Regions from separate parts of the Ovis aries genome. Here region 2 is linked to region 1. The links are chromatin contacts, called in public Hi-C maps. All regions are on one chromosome and are shown on one strand. Each heading gives the region's core, a stretch centred on a gene start, on an enhancer-like site or on the middle of the called end of the contact. The rest is flanking DNA. Distances are from core to core; before and after follow the strand shown. Region 1 overlaps LOC132659969 (a long non-coding RNA gene). Region 2 has its middle 130 kb from the start of CD47.

Region 1 (7,467 bases), core at 990-3,489:
TTCTCCTTCTGTGTGATATTTTTTCTCAAGTGTACTTTTCAACTTATTATAAAATCTTGAAGTTGGAAGAAAAGTTAGAAGGTGTTTGTTCAAATCTACCGCTTAACACAGGCACCTCTGGATTCAAATAATTATTCCAAGTAAAAATAATTGGTAAAATTTTTCTTTATGCTTAATAATCTGGAAAATATAGCTTTGGTTAACTGGTTATTTTGTTTTAATGGAGTTAGATTCCATGGATAATGACTTTAAAAAGTGAAACTTAATAAATTGCAGCTAACATTAATACTATGCTGAGCACATAATTTTATCTGTAATGGTATAGAAGGCTGCAAAGAGTCTCAAGATCATCATTATAACCATCAATTACCAATATTTTGGTAATACAAGGAGGTGCCAATTTAAAGAGATCTGCACGGCATGATGTCAGATAATATGAATTAAAGGACTACTTGGAGGGAAGGTAATTACCATGTATGCCATGTTGTGGGAGGTGCCTTAGATATACAATTTCATTTAAATCCTGCAACAACCCCATAAGGTAGATATTGTTAGTCCCACTTTTCAAATAAAAGCATTGAAGTTCAGAGAGATTTGAGGTAATTTGCCTTACATGTTGTTAAAAAAAATTATCCTAAATGTGAAAATAAGGCAAAAAGAGTCCTATGTATCCTTTCAACATTATACAGGAGCTTTACCTAATTGGAGCCTACAGATTGTTAATTCTCTTACAGAATGTACCTTTGTTTACCTTACTACTTAGTATTCATTAGTCCTAAACTCTGTGAAATTCTAGGTTAACTTGTAGATTTTTGTCTGATAACAATGCGAATTATTTTTGTCCAGTAGAAAATATAATTCCATGGAGACACATTTCTTCCTCCTCTCCTTGTATCCTTCCTTCCTTCCCATCTATCTATCTATAGCTATGCATTCAATCTTTCCAATTTTTGAACCAGTATTATAATCCTAATGCTTCCTTCATTAATAAATTAAATGAATTTTGACATGTGCTCTTTGTATGTTTGCACGAGAGTCAACTTTTTACCTTATGCTGTCATACTTTGACAGTTTCACAGCTAAAGCCAAGGCTTTGGTTTCAGAGCATGTGTTCTTGCTCTCACAAGCTCTTTTTGGATGTATGTAGTGAACGTCATTACTGAACACTCGAATTTAATTAAGGTACTAGCCCTCTGATGTGGGGGCAGGGAAAAGGACACTGTGAGAAAAACAGTCTCAATTTCCTTCCTCTGGGAAGTGGAAACAATATGGAGGATACCCGTCTCTGGACGTTCATCTCCTAAGACATAGAGGTCTTGTCACTTAGACCCCTGCAGTTGATACCTCCTCCTGCCCAATAAATAGAGGGATAGAATGGCTTACTCAGAGTTTCATTTCATACTATGCATTTTATACATGTATGTTATATACATACACACACATGTAGGTATGTATATGAATATTTGTACTATGTAATTCACATTTCATAGTCTGAGTGATATAGAATGTTTATCATAATGAGTAGAGTCCATGTCCCCATTTGTAATTTCTATCCCAATCTCTCCTCAACCAATTTCTAGCTCTAAAATGAATCTCTATAACCCAAGGTATTTTACAAAGATAATTCTGTTCTATACACTTTAAGGATATACATTCACAGACATATAACATGAAACCCACTCATTCATGTTAGTGAGAATAAGGAATTAGTGAGAATATGGAATTGTGGATGATTTTTAAGAAACTGAAGTAGCATTTTTCTCAAGTACCTATATGTTCTTCTTTCAGTTATGAAACTCTACCCTGTAATTGTTCTTGGGGACTTAATTAATGGGGAGATTAAAATGGTATGCAATCAACTTATCAACAAAAGGAAGAAATGGGCATTTCTTAAGTGATTGCGAAGTTTGTTCTCTTAAACAAGTAAAACAACTCTTACTTTCTTTATAGCCCTTTCCAGGTCATCAATCAACATAGAATAACCTTTCTTGATAGGAGAAACCAAGAGAATTCTTTCAAATCTAAAGCAGGAATATTTGAGGTAAGGAGATTTCGATGTTTCTACATTTTTTCCCCATAGGTTACTTCACTAAGCAAGCTAATTGGGCTTAGTCCATATCCCTGGTAACAACATCTTGAAGCAAAATGTTGGAAAATGTCTCCTGGCAAATGCAACTAGTGGCCACTGCCCTTTTGCCCGGAAACAGAGGCCTGCTATTGTACCAGGCAGAGCCCAGAGGACAACAGGCAGGCGGTCTGGCAGGGTTGCCTGCTGATGCTAATTGCCCTAGTCCAGCAGAGGAGAGAAATTGATGCCAAGTTCTTGCACAAGGTCAAATGTTTCTGGAGGAAGGGAGCCAGGGTTAAATTAGCAGCCAGAATGAGGTAGGAAGCTGGGTGGAGAAACGCAGGCTGGGAGAGGGGGCAGAAGTCTGGAAATTCAAACGGAGACAGCAGTAAAAAGTAATTACTAACACATTTTCCAACTTGGAAAGCCAGCCACATCCCACACCAGGGCCAGACTCGGAGCTCTTCTGTTCCAAGGAGGTTGGAACAGACTCAGGGGACAGGAAGGGACTGTGTAAGCCAGCTGCCTGTGGCTGACTTTGGAGCTGCGCTCCCCAAAAAGGGAAATTCATCTTGAAAGAGAAAGCAAAGGACATTTCTCCTGAAATTCTCCATTCAGAGTAACATTTGCCATACATTTAATGTATCCATCCTTTTAGGACCTTTTAGGATAATTTAGCCGAAAATTATCAAACATCAAAACCAAGTAAAGGGAAACCTTTTAGGAAAATGTAAGCCTTTGTGAACATAAAATATCTCCCTTCTCTGCTGTTCATCAGCTTCACTAGAGGAAAGAATCTGTGGGAGGCACAGATCTCAGGAGAAGAGGAGGAGGCGAAGGAGGAGGCAAAATAAGGGAAAGGGGAAACAATGGTCTCTGGTGTCAGGGAAATTCATGATTGGATTGATTGTTTTGGATTGACTGTTTTGACAGTTGATTTTTATTTTTATTTTCCCTCCAGCTTCAGAACCATGACAGACGATTGCTGAACATCAAATTGATGAGTGAATACTTCATCAGATCTGGTTGCCTTAACAACTAAAATAGCCAAAATGTTAAGACAGTCAAATAAGATTGATTATTTTTGATACAATCCGTGGGTGGCTGACCCAGAAAGCCTCAGCCTAATCACACATATAAACACAGGGGCTGTATCAACAGATGCAAAAGCAGCAAGAGGACAAGCGAGATATCTGTCAATCACCTGGATGCCTCCTGTCTACCGTGTGCTGGACGGCATGTAGAGAAAACACCAGAAAGAGGCTCTGGATTGCTCCTGGGTGCTAGCTGTCACAGGAGGTAGACAGTCTTAAAAGCTGAAAATTTTGATCCTTTCAATTTCCAGCAAAAGGGCAGAGCCTGGCTTGTAATGGAGAGGCAGATTTCCTCCAAATCGTTGTCTAGAGGTGCTGAATCATGCATGAATGTCAACAGATGACGCCAACCATGGCATCATTTCATAGGGGCTTTATCTGGTGTGAACTAAGCGCATTCTGCTTTGTGAATTTTCTTTAAACATCCACAGATAATTGTGCTGTGTCATAGACCAAAAGCGAAATTAAATCTCTCTCATAGAGGATTTGGTATTTGCAGGCTTTCCTGAAGACAAGGAAAAGGAAATTCATTTTGGATTTTTAAAAAATTATTAAGTTAGAAAAAAATCACTATCTCAGGTGTCCATTTGAATTCAACCCACCATGTGCAGAGGGCTAGCTGGATGCCTTAGCATAATTGTTCAGGTACAAAGGATCCTGAAGCTTTACTCTTGTTTATTTGTTTGGTTAGGTTTTTCTTTTCATTTTGAGTTCTAGAAAATTATTAGTTGATAGCTCGATGGCAAGGCAGTCTGTGTTGAGAAAAGAGGAATTGATTAAGAAGTGAGAGACGGTGAGAGACTGAAATGACTGAAAAAGAAAAAGCCTACAAAACATTTACAGTGTAATTTTTCAATACAGATTTGAGTACATACAACATGCAGTTAGAAACAGATGCCTTTCAAGACTATTATTGAACAAAGAATAATTTCTGAGTTTCCCCCTTTTTAAACAGAATCCAAGAAAATATAATGCTATAATCTATATATTAGTCAGCATGGCATGATTTGAACATCTAATTGCTTGACATTTGAAAGAGTCAGTCTCAATGCTTAGAGGACCTAACATAGCTAGCATGTAGCTGGATGTCAGGGAAGAGCAGTCGCAATAATCGTTCATGGAAACAAAACATCAATCAGCAAATACCAATTTGCTAGATTAATTAGCAAGGATGTTAACTGGATATGCATGCATGCATGCTAAGTCGCTTCAGTCACGTCCAGCTTTTTGTGACCCTATGGACTATAGTCTGCCGGGTTCATCTGTCCATGGGATTCTCCAGGCAAGAATACTGGAGTGGGTTGCCATGCAGTCCTCCAAGGGATCTTCTCAAGGTGGGAATTGAATGTGTCTTACATTGGCAGGCAGGTTCTTTACCACTAGCACCACCTGAGAAATCCTAACTTGATATATTGGTATTTAGCAAGTGAATATGTGGGTACTCTGTATGTTTAAAACATGATATCGCATCTTCTTAGATAACTTAATATTTTACAATACTTTTGACTTTTCTATTTTAATTGATGCACACCACGGTTCTTTGGAGGTCGACATCTGCATTGGACTCTACTGGTGAATATATAGCTGTCCAATCATGGCTGCCTTTTCCTTCCAGTGTTGATTGCTAAGAGATGAGCTTTTCTTCATACCAGTGGTCAATCAGTGAACAAGAACATGATGTTACCCAAACATAGACAATCCACTTTGACCCCAGAAAATTTCCTGGGAATTTGAGCTAGGAAATTCCTAAAGAATAAGACAGTGGTGAGAGCGGATATAGAAATGCCTTGATGTGGGGAGAAGCTGGAGAGGCTATGATACTGACTGAGGTTCTAAGAGAACAAAATCAATTTATTAGCAGAAGTGAAAGGGAAAGAAAAGACACAGAGACAGCAGAAGGTGAGCAAGGAATAGGAGGGGGAAACTGAAAGGTAGAGAAAAGCCAAACGAGATAAATGAAAGAAGCATGACCTCCTGCTGCTGAGGTCACTAGGATTCACCTCCTGTTACGGGGCAGCTGCTATTGCTGGTTTGTTTTTCCCAGCAACCTTTACTAGCATGAGGGTGTCTTTGTTCCTTGCATCCAAAGGAGTTTGACTGAAAAACATTGTTATCTTCCATGATGCTATTGAGCACACTAAAGCACAAAGAGAAAGCAAAAGTCCTTTCCTGAGAAGATGGATTGTATTACAGCTCACAGACCGGCAAGTAGGAAGTGGTTGAGTCACATCCTGCCCAGACTTTTCTAAAATTGGTGCTGATGTCAGTTTATCACACTATAGCATTTAAAAACATACTCCCAAATCCTTTGACACTCCTTCCATAAAGAGGTGGTGTCTGTCCCCTGCTACTGAAGCTGAGTGGGAACTTCTGACAGTTCTAACCAAAGAAGAGTAGCAGGAGTAATGCTGCATGATTTTTGAGACTGGTTTAGGAAAGACTGTGCAACTTCTATTTAGTTTTCTGAAAATGCTCTTGGAACCCAGCTACCATGCTATGAGGAAATCCAAGCTGGTCAACATGGAGGGAGTCTCTGGAAAGATCCTGAGATGAGAGAGAGAGACATAGGCATTGTCAACTCCAACCTGTTTCAGATTTGCTCTGTCTCACTGCTTTCTAACAACCCTCCCTTCCACTCCCCTGCCCCCAGCTATTCTGTAATACCTTCAACTACTGTTTGACTGCAGCATATGAGACACCCAAGTCAGACCCATCCAGCTGAGCACTTTTTGGATTCCTGCCCCAAAAAACTATGAATAAAATAATTACTGTTTGTATAAATAAATTCCCTGGTAACTCAGACAGTAAAGCATTGCCTGCAAGGTGGGAGACCTGGGTTCAATCCCTGGGTTGGGAAGATCCCCTGGAGAAGGGAGTGGCAACCCACTCCGTATTCTTGCCTGGAGAATCCCATGGACAGAGGAGCCTGGCGGGCTACAGTCCATGGGATCGCAGAGTCAGACACAACTTAGCAGCTGAACACACAACAGCTTATAAATAATTAAGTTTTGAACATAACAATGAACATTTGGTTACAGCGTTATTGCCAAATGTGTAACAGGCTACATCCAGAACCTGAGAGACCTACCAGCCATCGTACTTCCTCCATAGTGGAAGGGGCAATTTATGATTCTTTGTACTCTACCTTGAAGGGGACGTCCTGGCAGGCTCCAAACCACTGGACTCTGGAAAACTTCATTGATATGTAGGTCCCTGAATCTCCATTAGAGATATTTCCCACTTTTTGGAGTTTGTGTGTTTTACCAAAGCCTCCAAAAATTCTTGGCATTTCTGGCTTATCTGACCTGATTAATATGATGCCATCAGTAAACTGAAGAAATGTGTGGTCCTCTGGAATGCCCAATCATGTCACTATATTATAAGAGGGAGAGAGTTAGCATGGCCGTGGAGCAAGATCCTAAGTCTGTACTGTTGTTTATCCCACACTGAGATCCAGGACTGGACACAGTGTATTATTTACCATGCTAATCTGCTCCAGGAAAGAAACTATTTTGATACCACAGCTACAATTGGGACCACTCCTTGACTGAGTTTGTAGTAAACCACTATCCTACCACAGGCTTCTGTAGGTGCCAGACTGGTGAATTAAATGTGGGTAGGGCAGTAACTGCCAACTCTGCCAGTCTTTTGGGCCCTCCAGCCTGACAGTAGTCTATTTCCCAAGGATGCCATGTTGGTTTCAATTTAATATCTTGTCCATGGTAGGAGGGAGAGTATCAGAGGCTTCCACTTGGCCTTTCTCATTATGAGAATTCTTAACTCACAGGCCAAGGAACCAATACAGAGATTCTGTCAACTTCCTAATCCAAATACACAGTCAGAGACTGGAGAAATAACCACTGATTGGGTCCATACACTTAGCTGACCATGAGCCAGGTACTGATCTCAACACACAGCTCTTGAACATTTGAGTCGTCTCCTTTCCCCAGTATACGGTTCCTCAAGTAGGTAAGTGTAGATCCCTCCAGAGAAGGACAAGGAGAATCATTATGATAGCATTTGCCATGACCTTGCAGTGTCCTTCACTCACGAAACCCAGCCTTGATTTCAGTCAGCGGTTTTTGGGTTAAAAACTGAATCGGGTCCAGAAACTTAGCAAGGGATTTTGTCATTTTATTGTAGCAATAGTTCTGAACCTTTGTTTCTTTTTTGTTACACAGATTGAGAAATAACCTTGTTGCCTGCTCAGTCTTGACCCTGGAGATGCTGTGTTCCATTAACTACCATCACGGCACTACATGAGTCATGCCACTCCCCGCCCGCCAGCCTTGCCACTCTTTACAA
Region 2 (6,755 bases), core at 277-2,776, 49 kb after region 1:
CCTGGAAAAGGAAATAGCAACCCGTTTCAGTATTCTTGCCTGGAAAATCCCATGGACGGAGGAACCTGGTAGGCTACAGTCCATGGGGTCACAAAGAGTCAGACACAACTGAGCAACTTCACTTTCACTAGAATTATTTATTTTGCATCTGTCTCCCTTACTAGACATTAAAACTCCAGAAGGACAGGGTAGATTTCTTCCTTACTCAGCACTATCTCCCCAACACATAACACAGTGCCTGGCACATTCTATGCATTCACTATTGGAAGGAATGATGCTAAAGCTGAAACTCCAGTACTTTGGCCACCTCATGCCAAGAGTTGACTCATTGGAAAAGACTCTGATGCTGGGAGGGATTGGGGGCAGGAGGAGAAGGGGACGACCCAGGATAAGATGGCTGGATGGCATCACTGACTCGACGGACGTGAGTCTGAGTGAATTCTGGGAGTTGGTGATGGACAGGGAGACCTGGCATGCTGCGATTCATGGGGTCGCAAAGAGTTGGACACGACTGAGTGACTGAACTGAACTGAACTGAAGTATTTGCCGAACAAGTGGAAAAGGGCACCAGGGGCTTGGGTTCTTAGCTGCTAGACAGTGGCAGCAAGGAAGCCTGCCAGGGTGTGACTGGGCAAGCTTCCTGAGCTGCTCTTACCTCTAAGGCAGAAGAATACTTCAGGCACCTGTGATCATTGTCTGGAACCTCTTCTGACAGCTGAGGCTGCAGGATTTGCAATACTCCATCCCTAAAACCTTCTGAGCTACAACTGCATATTCTGAGATGGGTAGAGTGACATATCCTCTGTGCAGCTCTATGCCTTCCTGGCTCTACCTGCAGAAATTCTGGGTTGGCCCAGGGTTTCGAAGTCTGCCTCTCATTTCTCCACCCTGTGACTGACCAACTGTGACTCCACTCACACTGCTCACCCTCATTGCACAGAATACTCTCAATCCAATCCCAGGGCAAATCAGCAAATCAGAACCACCACCTGGGCACCAGGCCCAGGGGACGAGTGAGATCTGAACCACACCCTAGTTGTCCTTACCAGCAGTGAACCTGCCTGGTGGGGGATTTTCCCACCAGGAGGAAAGGGCAATTTGGGGTGTGGGGGGTGTGGGGTGTAGTTAGGAAAAGCCATGACCCAGAGAAGTAAACTTTTAATACTTTGATACTTTGCACAGAGGCGGTCCTACCAGAGGGGCTTCCCTGGTGGCTCAGTGGTAAAGAATCCACCTGTCAATGCAGGAAATGTGGGTTGATCCCTGGGTTGGAAAGATCTCTTGGAGAAGGAAATAGAAACCCACTCCAGCATTCTTGTGGGGAGAATCCCATGGACAGAGGAGCCTGGTGGGTTACAGTCCATGGGGTTGCTAAGAGTCCGAGAGAACTAAACAGCAACAACAAGCCCTGCCAGAAATGTCTTTTCTGTTTACAGAGCTAACTGTCCTTTGTACGCTGCTCAGTCACTGCATGTTTTATAGAAATGCAGGACTTGGGCTTTGTGTAAAGTGCAGGACTTTCTCTGCTCATGTCTGCCCTTGTGCGGGAAGTCAGTGGGGCTGCTGGAACTTTCTTCTTCCAGGCTTGTCCCAGAGGAGTTGGAGGAGCCCAGAGAAGATCTGAGAAACTTCCTCTCCCCTCTGCGTCTTGGGCAGCACTGTCCACTGAGTGGAGAAAGGAGAGCTGTGCCCCCTACAAATATGAATGTCCTCTCACCAGAGCACGAAGCAAGAGATTGTCACCTAAAAGCTTCCCTGATAGTCTCCACAAGCATTGTTTCACTCTTGAAATCTGTGATCTCTACTAGAGGTAGAGATCAGAATTAATTAGAATATTCGGAATTTGGAATAATAGTGATTGGGGGACACACAGGGATTGAGTGGGGATGGATGACAGAGACAGAGCTCAGCTGTTCTCTGACAGGCTCATTCTTTGTCTATAGGGCTGAAATGTTTCCCAGGATAAAAGTATGATTAACATCATTTTTCCATAAACACTGTCAGTAGATTATGATCAAAGGCAGTGTGCACTTAAACAAAGATGTGTGGGAGTGAAAGCATTCTCTTTCTTTCCTTTGCCGAATCTCTTCTCAGACTCACGATCCTAGGCCTTAGGGAAATCTTCAATGAATGATGTCAGAAACCGTTTTCAAATGTCCAGCAGTTGACAGTTGATATACATCTCCTGGATGGGATGAAAATGAACAAAGTGCCTCTGTTTTGTAAACTGCCGAGCTGAACTTGTAATTATAACATGTATTTGAAATTTGCATTTCAAATAGTCCTCAACTGTTTTTCTGAGTGTTTCAATCTCTATAGCATCGACACTCATCCGATTCACCCGGATTGTAGATTTCATTTTATGCATCTCTGCAGTCTTTTCTTCTTCTTCAACACAGTATTTTACAAAATCTTTCTGAAAGTCCTTTCTAGTGTTGACAAAAGCACATCCTCTTTTGGAACTTACAGGGAGAGGGAAAATTGGATTTTAAAGTGAATCTGTGTGTGCATGTGAGTGTGGGCATGCGTGGATGCAAACTCTGGAAAGGATGGGGGAGAGCAAAAGGACAAGTGATGGCAAAAAGTGACTCTCTTTTCATAATAAGCCACAGAAATGGAGACGATTTGATCCAGGAAGGCTTACTGGACTTCCTTGAAGTCATTTGTATATTGCTAAGTGATTTGCATATCGCTGGGGCTACCAGGTCCCTGCACTGCGTTCCCTAGGCTTTTTTTCTCCCTTTTTCCCACTAGGAGGATGGTAATAATTAAGCTAGCAGGAAAACACCGAGAGAGAACAAAAGAGGCAGCGGCAGGAGCTCAAAGTCACCTCTTACTTTTAACTCCGTGAAGATCTGGGAACACACCCGCCCTGTCAGCTTCTCAGGAAACGAGGCAGACTTTATTTTCTCGCCTCTAGAAAGGAAACCCATTTGAGGGTTTATGAATGTTGGTCTGTGTCTCAGTCTGAAGTTTAAATCTTTTCAAGCATGCAGTTATTAAGATGCCAAGTTGCCTCACTTAATTACAACCTTTATTATAGTATTGAATACTTTAAATGCACTATTTATCACACCTGAAGAGAAGAGCAGTCTTTCCTTAATGGCCCACTCTCGGTGGGCTGCTATTGACGATCTTCTGTACTGGATTAATTCCTAGTAACTGCCTAGTGAGGCTTCCCAGGTGGCGCTAAAGGTAAAGAGTGAAGCGAGGTCGCTCAGTCGTGTCTGACTCTTTGCGACCCCGTGGACTGTAGCCCACCAGGCTCCTCCTTCCATGGGATTCTCCAGGCAAGAATACTGGAGTGGGTTGCCATTTTAACCTGCCTGCTAATGCAGGAAATGTAAGAGATATGTGTTTGATCCCTGGGTGGGGAAGATCCCATGGAGGCGGGCATGGCAACCCACTCCAGTGTTCTTGTGTGGAGAATCCCATGGACAGAGGAGCCTGGCGGGCCACAGTCCAGTGGGTCACAAAGAGTCAGACACGACTGAAATGACTTAGCATACACACAATGGCCTAAAGGGATTCTTTCCCATGATTTGCAAGCCTGGGGTCACCGGGATGGGACAGGTGGGATGGGTCTTTCAAAGAACAGTAGCTTTTGACTCCCATCCTGCATTTTGAGCTCATGAAGTCAGGAAATGAAGGCTTTAGAACTTCGCTAGTGGTCCAGTGGTTAAGAATCCGCCTACCAATGCAAGGGACATGGATTTGATCCCTGGTTTGGGAAGATTCCACGTGCCTCAGGGCAGTTAAGCCTGTGCATTGCAACTACTCAGCCCATGTTCTAGAGCCTGTGTTCCGCAACAAAAGAAGCCACCACAATGAGAAGCCCCCACACCACAACTAGAGAGTAGCTTTTGTTTGCCACAACTGAAAAAAAAAAAGAAAAAAAACCAAAGGGGAAAATAAAAAAAAATAAAGAAACAAACACCTTGAGTCCAAGCCGCTGTCTTCCCCGTAGAAAGGCTGTATTGGTAGGGGGGCACCAAACAGAGCAGGACAAATCAATTCCTTCCTTAAGAGTCTCTTCTAATTAAAGCCAACTCTGAAGTCACTTTCCTCTGATGACCGCCTTCTGTCATGGAAACAACGAGGCTGGTCTGCTGAAGGCAGTCCAAACCCACAGGAAGTCAGAGCTCTGGGAGTTCCTACCATGTGCTGGGTGCTGTCTTGCCTCATTTAATTGACTTTCATTCAGTCTTTGATGGAGTCCCTCTTTCATAAAGCCAACTTCAAAGTATTTTAGGCCTGCTCTTAGGATAAAGTACCTGAGGTTCAGAGAGGTTGTGTCTCTGTCCCAAGCACACAATAGCTGGGAGGTGGTAGCTCTGTCTGATTTCAAGGAGACATTTAGGAAAACTGATGAGAGGCGCAGGAAGCAAAATCCAGAATCATCCCTAGGTCCTTCTCAGGTGCTAGAAGGAAGTCCCAAGTGACCTCTGTTCTCTCATCCTTTTACACATCCCACCCAGGGGACACTTTCAGCACCAGAGACAGCCTGGTGTCACAGCCACCTCAGCCTTTTTCAAATGAGCTGTCTCTTCTGGTTCAGTCCCGTGTAGCACCCAGAAGCTAGTTGGATGTGTCTTTACAAAGCCTGAGTAGTCAGTCAGACTGGTGCCTCTTTTTAAACTTCCCTTTCCTCTTCAGGACCCAACCCAGGGCGCTGTTCCCTCCCCTGACCTCTTCCTCGGGAACCAGGCCAGTGGAGTGTCAAACAAGGGTGATGGCTGTGGTCAGAGATCAAGGTTTCGCCCCGGAGCCCGAGATGTTTCTGGACAAGCTGCCAAGTCAGAGTTCTGAGGTTTCACTGGGCTTTGCTAAGCCTAACACAAAGGTCAGTGGAGTGAGGTTTGTCCTCCCTAGAATGCCTCCGTGCAAGTGTTACCCTTTGCAACGCCATGGACTGTAGCCCACCAGGCTCCTCTGTTCATGGAATTCTCCAGGCAAGAATACTACAGTGGGTAGCCATTTCCTTCTCCAGGGGATCTTCCCAACTCAGGGGTCAAACTCCAGTCTCTCACATTGCAGGCAGATTCACCATCTGAGTCACCAGGGAAGCCCTAGGTTTGTGTTTATAATCTTTAATCTCTCTTCTTGTATCCCTTTGTCCTCTTGTGGATATAACAACAACAACAACAATAATAATAATTTTATTAAAAATCCTACCATTTATTAAGTGCTTATTAAGAACCAACTACTATGTTTAGTTCATTTCATATATTGCCTTGCTTAATCCTGACGACCGTCTGAGTTAAGCATGATCACCTTCTTACTAACAAGAGAGGCTGTGGTTGGTTGCCAACCCTAACCGCATGTGATAAGCACACAAGAGTATTTTCTAAAACGTGGCCTCCCACAGAGATTGTTTCAGTTGCCCGAAAGTTTACCAGGACAACTAATGGCTCTTAATGGTCGCTGTGCATGGAAATCAAATGGAGAGCTTTAAATATATACTGATTTGGTTGGTTTGACTTGATGCCTAGGGCACTGGAAATTTTTTTTCCCCCCTGAGGCTTTTTTTTTTTTAACAGACATCACTTTTTTAACACAGTCTTAAGAAAACTGCACAGAAAATAAAGTGAATTCCCAAATTCCCCCTTTCCCCTACACACAGATTCATCTATTAGTCACATCTTGCATTAGTGTAGTACACTTATTACAGTGATGAACCAGTAGGGAAGCTTGAGTATTAAATAAAGTCATAGCTTATATTGGGGTTCACTCTTCATATGTATATCTGAGGTTATTGATATTTCTCCCGGCAATCTTGAATCCAGCTTGTGTTTCATCCAGCCCAACGTTGCTCATCATGTACTCTGCAAATAAGTTAAATAAGCACAGTGACAATATACAGCCTTGATGTGTTCCTTTTCCTATTTGGAAGCAGTCTGTTGTTCCATTTCCAGTTTTAACTGTTGCTTTCTGACCTGCATACAGATTTCTTAAGAGGCAGATCAGGTGGTCTGGTCTTCCCATCTCTTTCAGAATTTTCCACAGTTTATTGTGATCCACACAGTCAAAGGCTTTGGCATAGTCAATAAAGCAGAAATAGATGTTTTTCTGGAACTCTCTTGCTTTTTCAATGATCCAGCAAATGTTGGTAATTTGATCTTTGGTTCCTCTGCCTTTTCTAAAACCAGCTTGAACATCTGGAAGTCCACAGTTCACGTATTGTTGGAGCCTAACTTGGAGAATTTTGAGCATTACTTTACTAGTGTGTGAGATGAGTGCAATTGTGCGGTAGTTTGAGCATTCTTTGGCATTGCCTTTCTTTGGAATTGGAATGAAAACGGACCTTTTCCAGTCCTGTGGCCACTGCTGAGTTTTCCAAATGTGCTGTCATATTGAGTGCAGCACTTTCACAGCATCATCTTTTACGATTTGAAATGGCTCAACTGGAATTCCATCACCTCTACTAGCTTTGTTCATAGTGATGCTTCCTAAGGCCCACTTGACTTCACATTCCAGGATGTCTGGCTCTAGGTCAGTGATCACACCATCATGATCATCTGGGTCATGAAGATCTTTTCCGTATAGTTAGTTCTTCTGTGTATTCTTGCCACCTCTTCTTTATATCTTCTGCTTCTGTTAGGTCCATACCATTTCTGTCCTTTACTGAGCCCATCTTTGCATGAAATTTTCCCTTGATAGCTCTAATTTTCTTAAAGAGATCTCTAGTCTTTCCCATTCAGTTGTTTTTCTCTATTTCTTTACACTGATCACTGAGGAAGGCTTTTTAATCTCTC

The links. A called contact is a pair of places that touch in the nucleus more often than the background predicts.
Region 2: a contact with region 1 is called in a Hi-C map of liver, with 5 times the contacts expected there. The contact joins two enhancer-like sites. A contact is called at or near these places in 5 of 16 Hi-C or Micro-C datasets (blood, liver, skin fibroblasts and 1 more).

The regions. Positions count from the first base shown.
Region 1 is chr1:173,644,007-173,651,473 of ARS-UI_Ramb_v3.0, forward strand. LOC132659969 (a long non-coding RNA gene) reads left to right here. Exons shown (of 3, transcript XR_009601082.1): 2 at 1,951-2,041; 3 at 3,030-5,901. Among named protein-coding and RNA genes, the nearest start is that of CD47, 180 kb to the right of the region's middle. Within about 2 kb of position 2,240, at least 28 of the 54 cell types and tissues checked have an H3K27ac peak or open chromatin away from gene starts, as enhancers often do. A contact at or near this core is called in liver, where this site is marked.
Region 2 is chr1:173,694,080-173,700,834 of ARS-UI_Ramb_v3.0, forward strand. No RefSeq gene overlaps it. Among named protein-coding and RNA genes, the nearest start is that of CD47, 130 kb to the right of the region's middle. Within about 2 kb of position 1,527, at least 15 of the 54 cell types and tissues checked have an H3K27ac peak or open chromatin away from gene starts, as enhancers often do. A contact at or near this core is called in liver, where this site is marked.